3 separate regions of the Mus musculus genome follow, and regions 1 and 2 are each linked to region 3. The links are chromatin contacts, called in public Hi-C maps. All regions are on one chromosome and are shown on one strand. Each heading gives the region's core, a stretch centred on a gene start, on an enhancer-like site or on the middle of the called end of the contact. The rest is flanking DNA. Distances are from core to core; before and after follow the strand shown.

What was found. Hi-C and Micro-C count contacts between places; a contact is called where the count stands out from the background.
Region 1: a contact with region 3 is called in a Hi-C map of cerebral cortex, with 1.5 times the contacts expected there. The contact joins the enhancer-like site here to the promoter of Dnajc6 in region 3. A contact is called at or near these places in 2 of 15 datasets of contacts at CTCF or cohesin (CD8 T cells and the NIH/3T3 cell line), 4 of 484 Hi-C or Micro-C datasets (the N1E-115 cell line, brain, cerebral cortex and 1 more), 2 of 115 datasets of contacts at active chromatin or transcription factors (embryonic stem cells and neural progenitor cells) and 2 of 9 other capture datasets (embryonic stem cells and pancreatic islet).
Region 2: a Hi-C map of cerebral cortex shows a contact between it and region 3, with 2.8 times the contacts expected there. The contact joins the enhancer-like site here to the promoter of Dnajc6 in region 3. A contact is called at or near these places in 8 of 484 Hi-C or Micro-C datasets (CD4 T cells, cerebral cortex, embryonic stem cells and 2 more), 3 of 115 datasets of contacts at active chromatin or transcription factors (all in embryonic stem cells) and 4 of 9 other capture datasets (adipose tissue, embryonic stem cells, liver and 1 more).

What each region holds. Positions count from the first base shown.
Region 1 is chr4:101,587,715-101,590,950 of GRCm38.p6, forward strand. The region is part of intron 1 of Dnajc6 (DnaJ heat shock protein family (Hsp40) member C6); the gene reads left to right. Among named protein-coding and RNA genes, the nearest start is that of Gm36012, 38 kb to the left of the region's middle. Within about 2 kb of position 1,402, at least 27 of the 459 cell types and tissues checked have an H3K27ac peak or open chromatin away from gene starts, as enhancers often do. A contact at or near this core is called in cerebral cortex, where this site is marked.
Region 2 is chr4:101,513,956-101,517,371 of GRCm38.p6, forward strand. It overlaps a transcript of Dnajc6 not described here. Among named protein-coding and RNA genes, the nearest start is that of Dnajc6, 35 kb to the right of the region's middle. Within about 2 kb of position 2,051, at least 11 of the 459 cell types and tissues checked have an H3K27ac peak or open chromatin away from gene starts, as enhancers often do. A contact at or near this core is called in cerebral cortex, where this site is marked.
Region 3 is chr4:101,548,748-101,551,885 of GRCm38.p6, forward strand. Dnajc6 (DnaJ heat shock protein family (Hsp40) member C6) reads left to right here and starts at 1,847. Exons shown (of 19, transcript NM_001164583.1): 1 at 1,847-2,108. The coding sequence starts at 1,922. Gm36012 (predicted gene, 36012) reads right to left here and starts at 2,454. Exons shown (of 2, transcript NR_168609.1): 1 at 2,389-2,454.

The DNA.
Region 1 (3,236 bases), core at 152-2,651, 39 kb after region 3:
TCACTCTGTAGACCAGGCTGGCCTCAAATTCAGACATCCTTCTGCCTCTGCCTCCCGAGTGCTGGGATCAAAGGGATAAGCTGCCATGCCTGGATTTGTTTGTTTGGTTGGTTTTTTAAAAATTTAATATTGTAGATCCTCTTCTGAAAGAATGGCTAGTATTGGTTTTCAATGAACTCTTCCTATCTATTTTATGGTCCTCTCCATCAAACATTAGTATCCCATATGTTTACTGAGCCCTTACTGTGTGCCAGGTCCTCTATGCCCCTAGGGAGATGTGAAAAAGTGTGAAACTGGCTCTCTGTTACTGGAGTGCTGGAGGTAGGGGAGTTGAGTCAATTTTATGCAAATCAGTCCTCTCTGAGTCCTGGGGTGGAGTTGCAAAGTAATGTGGGAAATGGCATGGGGGGACATGAGAGACAAAGACACTCACAAAAGGAGGCAGGGTTGGGAGGTAGGTAATAACTGAAGCCTTTGGAGCCAACCCTCTGTGAGGTTCTGTCAGTATCATTCCTAAACCTAAGCAGAGGCCAGCTTTTCCTACAGAGATGCTGTTTTCTTTCTGATGCTGTGATAAACCTGAAGTAATGTGTCGAGGAAAGGGTCTATTTCAACTTTCAGATTACAGTCTATCATTGCGGGAAGCCAGGGCAGGAGCCCAAGGCAGGACCGTGGAGGCAGGAGCTGAAACGGAGTCTGTGGAAGACGCTGCTTGCTTGCTTCTGGTTCACATTCAGTGACCCAGGCCCACAGTCCTGTGAATGTTCCCACTCACAGTAGGAGTACTAATTCGCAATCAAAACAATGCCACAAGAGTTGTCCAAAGGCCAATGCAATGAAAGCAAGTCCTCACCCGAGGTTCCCTCTTCCCAGGTGTGTCATGTTGACAACTGACGCTTGACTACTTCAGGTGCTTATGCCCATGTGCATACTATGAGGGTCTGATTTTGTAGTTTATGGAAACTTCTTAATAGAGTGCCTAGATTAGCTAATAGGAAGTCTTTCTATTATAATATATTATAAAAATGATGCCATCAAAGGGTTTTGGAACTGGAGAGGACTTAGGAAATCATGCAATTCATTCCCATAGTTTATATTCCCATAAGTCACATAATATTTCAAAACTGGTGATATCAAATCCATGTCCTAGTGTCAAATCTGAATGCGAGTGTTCTACCAGTAGCTTATAATATGTGCCCCATGCCAGAGCTCTACAAAATGGCGAGCAGAACCTCAGAGATGCAGAAAGTTCTGCTTCTGTGAATCGGTGTTGCTTCTGAATCCTCGCAGTGAAGACTTCCCATGCACAGCATCTAGAAGTTCCCTGCTGTATCACTCTCCAGTCTGGCTGTTCCAGCTATGAGTCAGAACAAAGTGGCCCTTTGTGATGCCGGCTGCATTGGTCATGGCTTTCTCCACAGCCTCTGCTCACTGTTATTTACTGGGTGCTCACAATATGGCTGGGCGTCAGCTGAGAGCAGACGTTAGCTCCCACAGTCCTCCCACAGCTGCACGTGGGTGCTTCTTTCCCGAGGGTCAGGGGACTGTTATATAGCAGCTGTAGGCTGCATGCCCTTCTAGTTGCAAAGTAAGATCTGAACCTACTCTGACTAATAAGCAGCCTGCATTTTAATACTGACAGCTTTGTTGAGTCCCTGCCTCCTTGTTTGGCATAGGGAGCATCAAATACTTTTTGCACAATTTTACTTATTTATTTTTCTATGTGACAAACTCATGTCATGTGCTTAGATGCCTGTGCTCTCTGGCTGACTTGCTGTTGTAGGCAATCCCTGGCATCACTTACTATAATACCTGAATTTCTAAGGATGCAATTTAAAATTTCTGATCGTGTTAAAAAAGATTTATTCCTTCAAATCGTCAATATATGTGGTCTCCTTTTATCCTATTGATAATATGAGGCATGCAGGAACGTTTTTGTTTCGAGTTGGTATCATTGGAAGGGAATAAGGAACCCTAGGGGAATATGATGATATGCTCCAGCTTATATGGGCTTTGAGTAGGAAGACCCACCCTCAAGTCTAAGCCATCTTTCCCCAGAGTTCATATTCTCCCCTTGAAAGCTCCCTGGAGTAGGCTGAATGGGGAGCAGTGGTTCTGGAGGCCAAAGCAGTAGGCTGTTTAATAAGGAGTCTTATTATTATGCCTACATGACCTATTTGTTTAATTGTTGGGAAATCAAGACTGAAATATCTGTACCTTGGGATAAGGAAGCCTTTTGTGGCAACGGCACTGGACTCTTTGCCTTTGGCCAAGCTTAGTAGCGAAGGCATGGTTTATTGTTGGGACAGGAGCTGGCAGTGCACGCCAAGGTGCTTTGTGGTCTTGGATTTCATCCCCACACCTACCAACTTTGTGAATGTCAGGTGACAAGTGTATCATGGTCACACTTACACACACACACACACACACACACACACACACACACACACACACAGGAAAATGGCCCTCGTGAAACGAATGTGAACATGACCAGATTTCTATTAGTGACATTGGTTTTATCAGTGTTACCTAACAAGCTGGCTGGCCTTGAATGGTAACAGTTACTAGAACCAGGGATAGAACTTTCTGGAAAGAAGACAGATGGAAGATGCTGGGGAAGTGTCTTTGTGGAAGACTGGAAGACTTGCTGAGGGGGACTGATGGCCCCAGGTCTGTGATTGTTGCCAATTGTTCCCTGCCATTACTTCTCTATCCTTAAGGTCCTGGACTCTTAGATGGAATCTCAGCAGAAGGATGCTCAGCCCGCTTGCAGTTAGAGAGCCATAGGTGCGGCTAGAAGGTTGGGGTGAGCAGGGTTGCTTCTCAGAGGCCATTGAAAGACTTCTGTTAGAACTGTTAGGCGCAGAAGGGCCCCACAGTTGTTTAGTAGGCATGTACTGAGCTATAGTAGTAAAGCACTTGGTTATTGTTCTTACTTTATATGGGCTTTTTAACTGTGAAGCTGTGAGGTATGGAAAATCTAGAAAATTCAGTCATTTAAAGACCCCCTCCCCCCCAAAAAAATCACTTTATAATTCGATGTCTTTTGAAAATGTAGTGGGTAAAAGGCTGGGCTCTGGAACAGTGTGGCTGGCTGCAAACCCTAGCACAGCGGCCGTGGGAGCTTGGGTAGGTTCCTGGTGGGTCTGTAAATCCGCCTTCCTGTGTGAATGGGAGGAAGAGTGGAGCGGCCTCTGGAGTAATGTGAAGATTAGTGTCACTATGAACTTGACATC
Region 2 (3,416 bases), core at 801-3,300, 35 kb before region 3:
TGGGGTTATTGATTCTCTTTGCCACTGAAGCTGGCACTTGGAATTTCTGTTTTTGAGTTGTTCGTTAGGATACACAAATGTGATGCATTTTTAGATCTTGGTTTTATTTTGATGATCTTGCTAAATGCACTTAATAATTTGAATAGTTTTTAGATTTGAAAGAATTTCCTACATTGACAGTTTTCTCTAATTAAGACACTTTTATTTCCTTGTTTCCAATTCTTACACATTTTTAACCTTCTCTTACTTAAGCATTGACTAGGATGTCTCTTAAAATGATGAAAGAGGGGCCGGCACCACGGCTCAGTATAAAGGCCCTTGCTGCCAAGCTTGATGGCCTGGTTTGACTCTTGGGACCCACGTGATAGAAGGAGAGAACACATTTTCATTTGAAGCTGTAATTCTCCCTTTGAGCCTGGCTGTTATAGATGCTGCAAGTATTGTGTCATAATTAATTTTTTATAAACTATTTAATAACTTCCATTACATCTTTTTTTTTTAATCCAGAGGGTCATATAGAAGTGCACTTCATTACCAGGCAACCGAGTGGTTCTGTCTAGTTATTTCTTTGCTATTGACTTCTAGTTTCTTTCTACTGTAGTAAGAGGAAGGACTGTGGATATAGTTCTTTTTAGAAAAAAAATTTGAGTTTTTTCTACTGTATATATGGTTGTCTTACATATTTTTTTAGTGTGTATATACTTTGTATGCACTTTAAAATAATATGCACACTAACGTTGCCTAGTTTAGCTATGTTGGTTATTTCATTTTTTTCTTAAAATGCAAAGATTTATTTTTATGTATGTGTATGTATCTGTGTGAGTGAATGCCATGTGTGTCCAGGTGCCCCTGGAGACAAAGTGTCCATTAGATCTCCTGGAGCTGGACTTACAGGGTTGTGAGCTGATGTGGGTACTGGGAACTGCACTTGACCTTTGGAAGGGCAGGATGCTCTTTTAACTCTGAGCCACCTTTGCTCACTTCTTTGAGATAGAGTCTTGTTCTGTAGCCCAGGCTAGGCTAGAACCCACTGTGTAGCCCAGGCTGTCCTTGGACTCATAGCAGTCGTCGTGTCTCAGCTTCCCCAGTTGGGATTGCCGGCATGAGACGCCTTGGCCTGCCTGCCTTGGCATTTCTCTCTGGTGTTGCCATAAAGCCTGGCCCAGAACTTGCTGTATAGCCCAAGCTGGCCTTGAAGTGATATCAGTTCTTCTGCCTCTGTCTCCTGGTTGTTAGGATCACAGTTGGGAGCTGACATTCTCATCTTGTCTTTGCCTTTTGAAGGTAGTGCCACTGGGTGTGTGTAATTCTGGGAGAGGACAAGAATGGCACGTATTGTGGAGGCTGAGCTGGGAGAGAAGCCAGAAGTTCAAAACTGGCCTGGGAAACAGTGAGACCCTGAGTCAAAACAACACCCACACTCACACAACCCCCAAACCAAACCACCAACAAATCCTAAGCTGGCAGATGTCTTAAATTTTTATACATATAAAATATATAAAATGTATATATGTATATAAGTTTATAATATGTATAAAATATAAAAATACATAAAATTGAGGGTTGTTTTTTGTTTTTTTGTTTTTTTGTTTTTTTTTTTTTTTTCTGTTTTGTTTTTTCCAGACAGGGTTTCTCTGTGTAGCCCTGGCTGTCCTGGAACTCACTCTGTAGACCAGGCTGGCCTCGAACTCCGAAATCCACCCGCCTCTGCCTCTCAAGTGCTGGGATTAAAGGCGTTCGCCAACACTGCCTTGCAAAATTGAATTTTTATTGGCACACTGACATTATACATAGCATTAGGGCTCCAAGGGTTTATGATCAAGCTAGAAGTTGTCGTATAGACTATATCCACAAATCTTTGCCAGCACCCAACGTGCATTTTTCGGGTTTCCTATTTTCAGTGCTGTGTGTTATGTTAACTGGACCCTGGAGCTTCCTCTCATGTCTGGTCATTTACTTGGGTCATTCTTTGAGCATTTGTGCACCTAACTCCTTTCAGCACAAATACATGTTCCGGTGGCTCTTGAATCACCAGGAGAGTAAGTCAGCCTACTCACGTGACTTAGAGCTGAAAGGCGGTGATCGATGGTATGCGGTCGTGGAGACCGCGGAAAGCCTTTTCATGTTTTCTATTAAAATTAGGCCAAGAAACAAACTGGCACTTCCTGTCAGTCTCTTTTGATGTGCGTCCCTACTTCACTTCGAGTAGGGAAAATGTGCCACGGAGGGACCCTCGGGTGCCACAGTGTGTAAGTGCGGTCAGTTTGTGGACGTACATTGAGCTGATCCTGTGTTGTGTTCACTTTTCAGTACATATGTTACACTCCTGATAAAAATTATAAAAGTGGGCCCTTTGATATGAAATGTCTCCCCCCGCCCCCAATATTGAGGTAGGTTTCACTCTGTAGCCCTGACTGGCCTAGAACTCAGATATGTTTACCGGTGCTGTGATTGTGAAACTGAGCCATCATTCCTGATGATGTCAAGCATTCTAGAAAAGCGCCAGGGACAAGGAAAGCTTGAGGACGGCTGATCCAGGCGAGCCTTGTCGTATGAACGAGATTACTAGGGAGTAACGGAACCCGGGAACTGCGCATGTCTCGGAGCCCACGGTCAGGCCTTCTGATTCTCACTCTTTATACTTTTAAATTCGCTGATCAGAGAGTGGGGGACCAGAGGATGTTCTCAAATTCGTAAAGCATCCGCATGAGTCAGCACCTTCCTCCTTTTTGCGGTTCCATCTTGTCCTCATTCTCTTCCCAGGCATTTAAAAACAGATACTTTTATCTCAAACTGCACCTTTGAGGCCTTTTAAAAATTACCCCCTTAGAATCATTTGATCTCTCACACACATACGCAGTCGAGAGAGAGAGAGAGAGAGAGAGAGAGAGAGAGAGAGAGAGAGAGAGAGAGAGAGAGAGAGGGCTTTGTGCCTGTGAAATCTGTTCCTCTCTGGGCCATTTTTAGTATGGGGCTGCATTGTTTAAATTTAGAAGCCTTTTCCAAGTTGAGGGGGTGGTGGTAGTTTGCAGAAATTGAACCCGGCTATGACTCCTGCTGCTGCAAGATAAATGGGAAGGAAAATCTGGGAACTGGTTTTAGGAGAGGGCCAAGAAAGGGACTTAGGAACTTGCCTTAATGTCACAAAAGTAGTGTGGCACTGGCCTTTAATCCCTGTACCCAGGAAGCAGGTGCAGGGGGAGCTGAGTTAGAGGCAAGAGGCCAGCCTGGACTACGTGACAGGTTTCAGGAAAACCAGGGCTACACAGAGACATGCTGTCTTACAACAAACCCTGTTGCCTGTTGAGAATATAGTTACAGTATCTTTTTTGCTTGGAAGCCCAGACTTTAAAATTAAAACATAAATATTTAAACATTAACCAATTATAAATAATTACTAAAATGTTAGCATTCAA
Region 3 (3,138 bases), core at 597-3,096:
TACAACAAGCATCTGCTAAGGCACGTAATGGACGCTAGACGTTTGTGTTCCCTGGTGGTCAGTAATGAATTGAGAAAGTACAGAAAGAGATTATTAAATGCCACTGGGAACTATTTTGTTACTAGAGTTTAAAAGTTATCGCTTCGGTGAAGTAACCAAAATAGCTCAAGACTTGCATGTTTGAAAGTATGGGGCCTGTGTTTAAAAATCATATTTCAGCTTTTCCTGCTACCATTCAAAGTTATTATAAGCAAGCATTAGCTCTGGATTCTGCTTCTGGCCTTACTGCACCTCAGCAGATGGGAACACACTGGACAGTTAGTGAAGGGATGAGAGGATCTAGCACCCCGCCTCTTGGACCTCTTCTGACTCCTTCTCAACCCATGAGTCTGTGCGATCTTTGAAGAAGAAAATGGTTGTCAAGCAGTTAGTTTGTTGAGTTTAGACTTATGAGGAGCTGGGATTTTCAGGGAATTTTGGGTTCCAGATGATCTGGATAGAAGGCTCTTAATTGCTGTCATTTGATTTTTGTGTCCTGATGTGATCAAAATAATAACAGCAAGAGACAACTATGTAAGCCAACAGGCAGGTCAGGCCGGCACTCTGCCTGTGCCCTGCCCCCACGCACAGCACACATGTGCACTCGTTCTTCTCCTATCACAGGAACATGCCAGAGTGCTTCTGAAAGGTTTGTCCTCTTAGTTTATCCAAGGGCTAGAAGAGGAAAATGATACTTTTAAGTCAACATTTTTATCTGGTCTTTCACCTGAGCTGAGGAGGGAGCCTTCTGAAATACTATCAGGTGAAAACAAGCTTTGGGTGTTTGCATCTTGAGACTGAACACAGTTCATATCTAGATTGTGGAGGCCTGACACTCACACAATGCTGGGGGACTCTTTGAGAATACAAAAAAGTCACAAGCGGACAGCTAGTCACATGGGCTTGCAGAGCCTTCTTCAAGAAGAGGGCCCTGCTGCTAATTAACTTTGTGACAGATCCCCTCTGATAATGGCTGTTTTTCTTGCCTACAACTATGAAAGAAAAATGAGGGGCGAGGCTAGAGGATGGAAAGAAAATCTGGTATATTTCTCTTCCCAGACATCCTTCAAGCCAGCTTGAGGAGTTGAGTTGAGGAGTCCTTTCTCCTTGTTCCTAGGTAAACGATAAGAAACCTGGAAGTGCACAGGACATAGTTGCTGAATAGATCTGGCCCTGGCTCCCTTACCCCCTTTAGCCAGCTTTCATATCCACAGCTCATCCCGTGCCAGGAGCGTGCAGAAATGCCGCTCCGCCTGCTCTGGGTACACAGATGGCCTGCCATCAACAGATTCCTTTTCCCCTCCTACTGGAGTTACAACCCAGTCCACCAGGTCGATCAACCCAGGCGTCTTTCACTTCCAACAAAGACCAGCTGAGTTACATGAAATGGGCGTGCCTGGCTCTCTCTCCAAGGGTGCTGGTCTCCAAGACACCTTCTCCCCTTTTTTTCCTGAAGCACGGCCGCGCTGACACACCCCTCCCTCCGCGTTGTCGTGGTCCCCTCCCCATCCCGCCCCGCCCCGTTTTCCGCTTTCAGCCTCCCTCCCTACGACTCTCCCCTCCTTTACTCTCTTCTGTTTATTCCCTCCCCCTCCAGCCACTCCGGGAGCTGCCCGGCTTTTGCCCGGCTACACCTACACTTCCTCGGGCGCTGTCCAGCCTACGGGTGGCCGGGGCCGGTTGGGTGCGCTGTGCCCGGGGCGGTGGCTGCAGAGCCCTTCCTGGTGGCCGCTCCCTTCTTTCCCTCCTCTTCGCGTCATGTCGGGCACTTGATTATTATTGTTATTTTTTTTCATCCCTCTCTTAGTCTGTCCCGTCTTCCCCTCCCCCTTCCTTTCCCAGGTTGATTTTTTTTTCTTCCCCCTCTTCTCCGGGCTTGCCCATGAGCCTCCTCGGGAGCTACCGGAAAAAGACCAGCAGCGATGGTTATGAATCTTTGCAGCTGGTGGACAGTCACGGGGACTCGAGCGCACGGGGCGCGGCGGCTGGCACGCAGAGGGCGACCGCGGGCGCGGTGCGTAGTCCCGCCCGGCAGCCTCCGCACCGCGCCAGCACCACGGACAGCTCAGGTAGCGGCCGCTGTGGCTCAGTCCTTCGGCCCGGTGCACATCCCCGGTCCAGGCTAGGAGAGGCTGGGTTGTAGGCCATGGCATCTAATACCACATGGTGTAACGTCTCTAATTTCTTTGGTCCAGGGAGCTAAGAAACGTTAGATCCGTCTGGAGGCTCGGTGACATTAGCAAGCACCTCTTAATCTCCCTAGGCTGCTGAATGCACCAGCTGGGGGCGGGGAGATGAGGAAAGGGAGGGGAGGAGAAGGGAGGGAGGGGAGCCAGGGGAGGGTGGTACCTGGAAGCAAAGTGGCTGGTTTCTCCGCCCAACTGTCTGAGCCGAGGTGAAGGAGAAATGCTTGGTGCTTTTGCTGTTTGCAGACCGCTTTTATACCAGTTGTTCCCCTGATGGCTGCTGTTATTTACAATTATGTAAAGCTCCTCTAGGGTTAATGTTTCCTTTCTCCCACGGAAGGCTTTACTGGGATCAAGAGCCCTGTTTAACAACACAGCCCTTACACTTTACACAATGCAATTTGTTTCCTCTGTTGTTGGCTTTGATCTTATCCTTTTGCATGCTAAAATTTCTTAAAGCTCCTCATATAGGGAGTTGGTTCTAAAGTTTGTATCTGTGTTTGCAAGTCTCAGAAAAATGTTTTAATGAGTTACAGACCTCTCAGACTCCGTGACAGTTAGCGATTTGTGTATCAAAACAGTCATCCAGGAATCCCTGCTGTCCAAAGACTTGTGTAAGGGCTGTTTGTGTACTTTTCCAGGATGGGAACCACAGGGGCCGGCTCTACCTTTGTGGCTTTAATCCTGGGGCAGCTAAGGACTCTGGTGGGAGTCATGTTGGGATGAAACCAAGTAGGATTTTATTCCTTGACTTTATAATCACTTGTGGATTTTAATTGTATAATGTCTTTCCTTGGGCTATCATTTTCTATTTCCGTCTTCCTGAAAGTGACATGAAATACTATCCCCAGATATTTGGTTGTTCTAGTTTAAAAAGGAGTTTACTAGTTAAGCTCTGGTTTAAATCAAAGAG